Linked DNA regions of Mus musculus: region 2 is linked to region 1. The links are chromatin contacts, called in public Hi-C maps. All regions are on one chromosome and are shown on one strand. The core of a region is the stretch at or near the end of the contact, and the rest is flanking DNA. Distances in the headings are between cores, read along the strand shown. Region 1 overlaps Hs2st1 (heparan sulfate 2-O-sulfotransferase 1). Region 2 has its middle 41 kb from the start of Selenof.

Region 1 (3,891 bases), core at 589-3,088:
TATCGTCAATAAGTGACAGGGAAGCTACGTGAGTTCTCAAAACAATATAGTAAGACCCTGCATAGTGACAACAGCAGCTGATGTGATGAGAAAACCTCACGGGGTCCCACCTCTAGATAAAGAGCTACAGGATCAATGGAGACAGAGGATGGGGTAGGGGAGGGAGGGAAGGAAACAAGGAGAGGGGGTGGCCCCGTAAGTTATACAATCTCAACCAGTCACCTTTAAACACATACGCATATAAGCAACACTTAGACTCAGCAGATTTTACACACACACACACACCCCACCCCAATAACAGTGAAGGAAGGGGAGGGAGGCACGGGTGGAGGTGATGGGAGGAAGACCGGTGGAAATGATGTACAGGCAGCACACGCAGAACAATCTCGAGAAGCACGGGCAGCTCCTCCTCTCAGGCTCTTTCAGGGCTCTGTGTAAGCACTGGCTATCTTTCAGTGTTTGCTTTTAAAACACTAAAGTATTATTTTCTTCTGTACGTTTCACTCATTTCTAGGGGGAAAAGCTGACGTAATTCCTCTTCACATTTCAAGGATCCACCATGGTGTCTCCTCATGGCCTTGGTGCTCACCTTTGCAGACCCTCCCTGTGCACAGAATCTGAAAGAGCTCCCAGCCAGGCTGCACCACCTCTGCTCCCCCACTGCATCGCCACTGTGGGAGCCTGACCTGGGTCCTCGGTTACTATCCTGGATACGCTGTAAGCCCCGATGAAGCAGGAGGCATGTCTGTATTTGTGCCTGTCATCTTCCTCTAGGATGTATCCAGCATGGTGATTGACTTATTTAATTATTCCAATAGATGTTTAAAAATACACAAAACCTGTAAGATTATAAATCTGATATTGCCATAAGTACTTGTCTCCCCAAAACCTTTCATCTAATTTTCTCTCCTTAAACCTGTAGTTTCTAGCAGCTCAATCCCAAGGGGCTAAATCTAATTCCTGTCCTTGAGTCTTCACGCTGTCTACATAATAGAAAAATTAAAATGTTAGTCTTTCTGCGCTTCATCCAGGAAAGCCATAGGGCGGCTGGAGATGAGGCCCCTAAGTTGAACCACTTCATAACTTCAGCCTCCCTAGTGCTGGGGAGCGAGGGGGCAGGATGCCTCCACCTCACCACTGTACCCTCTCACATGCCCCTGAGGACCAATGCACACCCCCTGGGCCATCCACAGACTCAGACCAAACCATCTGGTTCTCCATCCTACTGCTTCCTCCTTTGGTTCCTAAGGGGCCTCCTAGGTCCAGACTCCAGTATGGTAAATGGATGTTCCCTTGAACTGTTTATTTGTTGAAGCTATGAGAAATTCTCCATGAGAGTACAAGCCTAGCAATAGGGTTGTTACTTCCCAGTCTGTCCTCTACTGTGGCCTGTATATCCCAGAGAGGGAATTGAGTGTCAAGAGACCTGACTGACATTAGGAGAGTTAGCCTGGCGTCAAAGGACTCATGGGAGTGACTGCTTTTCTTGGGGGTCTCTCACTACCTCCAACTGAGCCCTGACTTCAGGAAAAACAGAGTCAAAAGCAGGCTGCCCATCACCGCATAGCACAACACACACATCACCATCTCTCAGATATGCAGCCGAGTCTGACACCAAGCTTCCTCTAGAGTTGGATTCAACAGCAAGACAGGGAGTGGCCAGGGTGAGGGGCACGCTCCCCTTGAGAGCTGCGCAGCTTTGTGCAGCCTTGTGTTCATTATCTAAGTGAAGGAATTTATTGTCCACCTCGAATTCCTCTCTCTCCCTCTGAGCCTCTCTCTCCCCAGAAGGCTGGGAATCCCAGCTGGGCACCTGACATGAGGGATCTTTAGGCAAACATGACTCAGCATTAGCTCAGTTAGGGATAAACAAGTTCCCTGTCTGGACTGGCCAGCTGTTGCTGGTGCTTTCCTTTGCTGGGCTCCTGAGTGTTAAAAATAAGCTGCAGTGAAATCTCAAACCAATGGGGCAGTGCCATTCATTCACTGATGCTTAGAATCCACCAAGTGACATACCAGCCACTATGTTAGGTTGGAGAGAGGAAAGAAAAAGACACTGTGACAATTCTCTTTCAGTCCAAGGGCCTAGGGTTCACGAACAGTGATGCAGACTGCCCTGGTGTCCCTACTTAAAGACCTTGGAGTTTAACAACAGCTGTCACAGCCACCCTGGATCTCTGTCAGTAAGCGCAGAGGCTGTGCCTCAGATTCTAGGTGGACACTGTGCCATGTTTACCTGGGACCTTTGGGGGTAGCTGGCTTCCAGTCAGCATCTTTGAGAACTAAGTAATATCGGTTTGAGATCAATGCTGAGAAGGTATAGTCTGCAGTCTGCTGCCAAATGGCATCTCTGGGTTCTCAAAGTTACTCTTCTTGCTCAGTGTTTGTTTACCTTCTTTGTAGTACCCACACCCCACTAGTGGGTAACGTGAAGAAAACCAGCTTTTCCTTTTATTTTCAGTAAAGCAGCTTCTTTCCCTGGCAGGTGTACATCAAGGAGCTGGGAGACTCCCAGGCTGACCAAATAAATGCCCAGCTCCCACCGAGACCCAATTCTGGCGTTAGGTTACAGGAAGCCACTGTAAAAGCTGGTGCCACACAGCCATAGTCTTACTACCCTATGCCCCAAACAAGAAACCTGCTGGCTATTACGAATGAACCTTAAGAGGAGATCTACCAGAGACTTAAGAATGTATTCTCTGTTAAATATGCAGCATTATTCAAACTGCTCCAGGCTGGGCTGTTAACTCGGTGACAGAGTGTAAAAAACAGAATCGTTACAAGAATGTAGTTTGTTTTGGTCCCAGGTGTGGGACATGGGCTGCTTCAGATTGTCCACAGCAGCTGACTATGATTTGCCTTGTGTTCTGGCAGGGACATGATTTTGCCACTCGCAGACAGTTTCTGCAAATGTATGACCCATGGGATTCTAGGGACTCTTGAAAGGGTAGAGAAAGAAATGCTGGCACCCAAGATGGGGCAGCCCTGCTGCACCTGCTGTCACTGGTAGCTGGCTAGAGAGAGCCTGATGAAGACCAAAACTGCCCGAAGGAACTGACACCCCTACTCAGCAGGAAGTCATCTTAACAATATTGACGCCCACTTTCCCCTCCAGCCTTTTTTCTCTCCTCCCTAGTTTTGTGGGACTGGAAGGGATAAAGTGGTAAAAATACGAACAGACAAAGCAGCCAAAAGTCCAGCTATCCCTGGGTTATCTTTAGCACTACAGTAAACAAATAGATAAAAACTAAATAGAAACTGTTTTGCACTGTTTGGTCAATTACAAGGGGGCCAGAAAAGACAACAAAGGTGTGTCCTGCCCTGCTCAATGTGCTGGCTTTGGTTCTTAATGTCTGTGGTGGTTTTGAATGAAAAGGAGCCTAGAGCCCAGCTGGAGAACTGTTCAGGAAGGATTAGGAGGCTTGTGGTGCACGGCTCTCAGCTAGTGAGCTGAGGAGGACGACTGTATATCTGCAGAGTGTGTGTGTGTGTGTGTGTATGTGTGTCTGCCTGCCTGCCTGCCGTCTGTAGATTAGGATGTCAATTAAGCTCTCAGCTACTGCTCCAGCACCCTGACTGGCTTCTTCCAACCTCTGAAGCTGTAACCGAGCCCCCATTTACGAGTTCTCTTTTATAAGAGTTGCCTTGGTTATGCAGTCTATTCACTGCAGTAGAGCAGTGACCACTCAGAGTCAAACCTCACCCTTAGCTCCTCTTCCACCCACCGTGGCAAAGCTGGACTCTGGGTAGTCCCCAGAGAGCAGTGTTTAACTCTGGCTAGTGACACCTGGGGGTGGCCTTTCTTCCCTCAATAAATGGCTACAAAACTGGTCAGTGGTCAACTACAGGACTGATGCCTTCTGTCCCTGCTACAGAGCCCTCCCCTCCATG
Region 2 (3,891 bases), core at 990-3,489, 110 kb after region 1:
AGCAACTAGTTCTGGAAGAAGTGTTGCCCCCCCCCCCCCCACACACACACACACAGACTTCAGATCCAAAAATATTTACTGGTCTCAAAGTGTCCTTTAAGGCTCTTCATCTGGGGATGGGCAATCCCCACAATTCTGTGAGGGAAAATAACAGTAAAACAAGAGAAAAGGCACTGTGTCCTTGAGAACAACTAGAAGGTAAGCTACTTCCAGTATGCTGAACTCTCCTTTGTAACAATGCCCACAGTGGTGGAGAAACTGGAAGCTCTGCCATAAGAAGCTCATTCACCGGGAGACCCTCCATCTCGGCTGACCACCTCAACTTCACGGTCAGTTTCTGCAGGATGCTGAAGCCCTCGGTGATGGTCTTAGCCTTTCCACTCGTCTCTGTCAGATGTTCTCAACTTCTGTTTTGAAAATACTTTGCTCTCTGACTGCTGTTTCTGTCAGCTGCTGTTTGTTCTTTTTCTTTTGCTTGCTATGTGCTTGATAAACTGATAGTGTGCTATCATAGATTACTTCCTGGACCATATAGTCTCCCCTTTGGGCATAAAAAGATATCCAAATTATGCCTTTTTATAACACACTGATCGTATTGATTATGTTTCACCATAATGACTGGATTTTAATTTAATTCTCTCTCTCAAGTCTCCAAATGCAGTCATATGCTGGGTACTAGGGTTTAGGACTAATGAATATTACAATTCAACCCACGACAGTGCCACACAGTAGGATCCAAGAGGGTGACAGAGACGTGAGCTGAAAAGAAATTGGGTGGAGGGAAGAGTGGAACGGGTTTTTTTTGGAGAAATGAGAACAATTCTAGGAAAGAGCTAGATTGGCTGTAAAGCCAAAGAAGGTGTGGCTTATCCAAAAGGAAGACTGAGGGTACTTACAAACGAGGAGGAGGAAGAGGAGGAGATGGAAAGGAGGAAGAATAAGAGAAGGAAGAGGATGAGCAAGAGGAGGAGGGGGAGGAGGCAGAGATGGCCAGTGAGGCAGAAGTCAGTATGAGCGAGAGCTCATGGGTCAGAGCCATAGAGAAGCATGGCTGCAAACACAGGAGCGAGAGTCTGGAGGAGAGGGATTGGCAAGAGCAGAGCCACACAGAGGGAGGATGGGGTGGTTTGAATAAGAATGGCCCCTTAGGCTCTTATGGTTGACTGTTTCTGGGAATGTTTGAAAAGGATAAGAAGGTATAGCCTTGTTAAAGGAGGTGTGTCACTGGGGTGGGCTCTGAGGTTTCAAAAGCTCAAAGCTCAGTACATAAGCACCCAGCTGCCGCTCCAGCTCCACCCCCATACCTGCATGTCTGCTGCCGGGCTCCCTGCCGTGATGGTCATGAATCCACCCTCTGAAACTCTAAGCTCCCAGTAAATGTCTATCACAGTGCTTCTCAGCCTTCCTGATGCCGGTGGCCCCCTTCCAACCATAAAGTTACTGCCTTGCTACTTTGTAACTGTAATTTTGCTACTGTTCTGAATCCTAATTAAGTATCTAATATGCAGGATACCTGTTAGGCAACCCCCCCCCGGGGGTCATGACCCACAGGTTGAGAATCGCCACTCTCTGGGTTGCCTCAGTTAGGTGTTTTGTCATAGCAATCCCAGATGAGTTAAAACAGAGGGTAGGGTAAAACTCAGCCTTCTCCGTGTCTCCCCATTCCAGACCTGAGTGCCACGTTGCTCCTTGAGTCTTAACTACTACAGCGCATCCCGAACAATACTGATTTTTCCTCAAAGAGCATAAATCAGGCACATACCAGTACACTTCCAAATTAAAATAGCCCTAAACAGACATGTTTCTGGCCAGGGGTGACCTAAAAACTGCTTGGCAGGAAATTGAGACCAGTCTTTGCTTCTTATTGTGTAGAAGTGACGAGTCAGGGTTTCATGAAATCAAACAATCATGTCGATGCACAGAGGCTTCTGGAACACCCAGGAATTAACATGATTTCAGCTTACGTCTCTGACATTCCCCAGGGCCTTGGTTAACATGCTCCCATCAGCCCCAGAGCCAGGATTACAACTTAGCTACAGTTCATTACTGAAAGCTTATTTTTTTTTTTCTGGCAATGTTTAAGTCTGGGATGCTTGCTATTTGTCGGTGGGAGGGTGGGCCGGCTTCCCAGTCTGCATCACAATTATGCAATGAAAACTGCGTTGTTAGTCCTGTTTTCCACTCTTCACTGCTTGACCCAACTGTACTCTGGTTTCTGTTGCGGCTTTGCCTCCCTTCTTCTGTGGGTGATTACTAACCCTTCATTTTCACTCAGTGTAAACTTGTGGCACCACTGCCGCCCCTGTGCTGAAGCATCTTGTTTACCTAGGCTCCATTTTCCCAGTCTCCTGATGACCTTACTGTCCACTCTGTTAGCACTTTGTCCAGGCTCTGTCCCACAGTTACCTGGCAACAGTAGGTGTGCCTGACTCACTATAAAAGGGGCTGCTCGCCCCCTCCACTCTCTCATGCCTTCTTGCTCTCCCTCTGTCCTCTCATCCCTTCCCTTCCTCCCCTGCCCCTCCTCCCCTTCCCCTCCTCCCTCTCTCTCCGTGCTCATGGCCAGCTTGTATTCCTCGGCTCTCTCTCTGCCTTTCTCTGTCTCTACTACCCTCTCAACACCCCTCTCCATGCCCTGAATAGACTCTATTCTATACTATACGGTCAGTTGTGTGGCTGGTACCTTACAGGGAAGGGATACCCCAGCATGGGCCCATGAAGACACCCCCTTCCCCCACACCTGACTACACATCCACCAGACATATCGCTTCACTCCTTATCTTTTTTATAAAACACAACACACTCCTTCTGGGCCCACCCACTGATACTGCAGTTGCCACAAAGGTTAACTCACTGTTCAAAGTCCTATCTGTCCAAATACCAGCAATCAAAGGGCAGCAATGTCAGGTCAGCCAGCTAGAACGAACGGAATGTGATGATGGGACTTTGGCAAAGAGAAAAGACCCTCCTTGTGTGAAGAAACCATTATTTGAAAGACTTTAAGCATTGCCCTGATCGTTTAATCCTTTCATGGACTGGGCTTCACTTACACGGCGTGTGGTATACACTCAGTCCCATCATAACGAAATGATAGATGTTCCTGACTGAGCTCAGAGGTCTTAGTTAGGAACGTTAGTTAGACACGATTTGCTTTCAGTCTAGAAAGAGTGTTTCCCTGGAGCCTCTCGTCTGCTTATTAGCATCATACAAACTTCCTTGTACAAAGTGACATTGCTTTTACCATCAAACTTTTCCAGGGAGTGCTTTTCATTTTATATCATTTGTGTCCCCTCCATGCCTTCCAGAGGTCTCTGCTACGTGCCATCTACTCTGAGTTTACTATGGCCTTTATTCGTCTGTGGCTTGAAGGGACTGTCAGAGCTCAAATGACAGGAAAACTCACTTTCTTCACAGAGACCTTGGGATGCTTTGGGGTGGGGGTGATTTGGCTTTCGGCTCCATTTTTGTTTGTTTGAGACGGCATCTCATCAAATACCCTATTCTGGCCTTGAACTTGTAATCCTCCTGTCTCAGCATCCTGAGTGTTGATCATTAGGAGTGTGTGTTCTTCTTTTTTTTTTTTTAAAGATTTATTTGTTTTATGTATATGAGTACACTGTCGATGTCTTCAGACACACCAGAAGAGGGCATTGGATTCCATTACAGATGGTTGTGAGCCACTATGTGGTTGCTGGGAATTGAACTCGGGACCTCTGGAAGAGTAGTCAGTGCTCTTAACCACTGACCCATCTCTCCAGCCCGGGAGCATGTGTTCCTGATAAAGTCCCTGAGAAGCATTCCATAGCAGTCTCAGGTCTGCTAAAGCCGACAACAGAGGAGTGATAGGGGACAGAGATTAGCAAGACCTCACTCTTTGCTTTGTTTTTATGT

What was found. Hi-C and Micro-C count contacts between places; a contact is called where the count stands out from the background.
Region 2: a Hi-C map of muscle stem cells shows a contact between it and region 1, with 1.8 times the contacts expected there. The contact joins two enhancer-like sites. A contact is called at or near these places in 1 of 15 datasets of contacts at CTCF or cohesin (the NIH/3T3 cell line), 9 of 484 Hi-C or Micro-C datasets (Sertoli cells, cortical glia, embryonic stem cells and 1 more) and 8 of 115 datasets of contacts at active chromatin or transcription factors (CD8 T cells, double positive thymocytes, embryonic stem cells and 5 more).

What each region holds. Positions count from the first base shown.
Region 1 is chr3:144,504,598-144,508,488 of GRCm38.p6, forward strand. The region is part of intron 1 of Hs2st1 (heparan sulfate 2-O-sulfotransferase 1); the gene reads right to left. Gm43707 reads right to left here. Exons shown (of 1, transcript XM_017319867.2): 1 at 1-3,891. Among named protein-coding and RNA genes, the nearest start is that of Gm43707, 5.6 kb to the right of the region's middle. Within about 2 kb of position 1,839, at least 142 of the 459 cell types and tissues checked have an H3K27ac peak or open chromatin away from gene starts, as enhancers often do. A contact at or near this core is called in extraembryonic endoderm stem cells and muscle stem cells, where this site is marked.
Region 2 is chr3:144,609,707-144,613,597 of GRCm38.p6, forward strand. No RefSeq gene overlaps it. Among named protein-coding and RNA genes, the nearest start is that of Selenof, 41 kb to the left of the region's middle. Within about 2 kb of position 2,240, at least 52 of the 459 cell types and tissues checked have an H3K27ac peak or open chromatin away from gene starts, as enhancers often do. A contact at or near this core is called in extraembryonic endoderm stem cells and muscle stem cells, where this site is marked.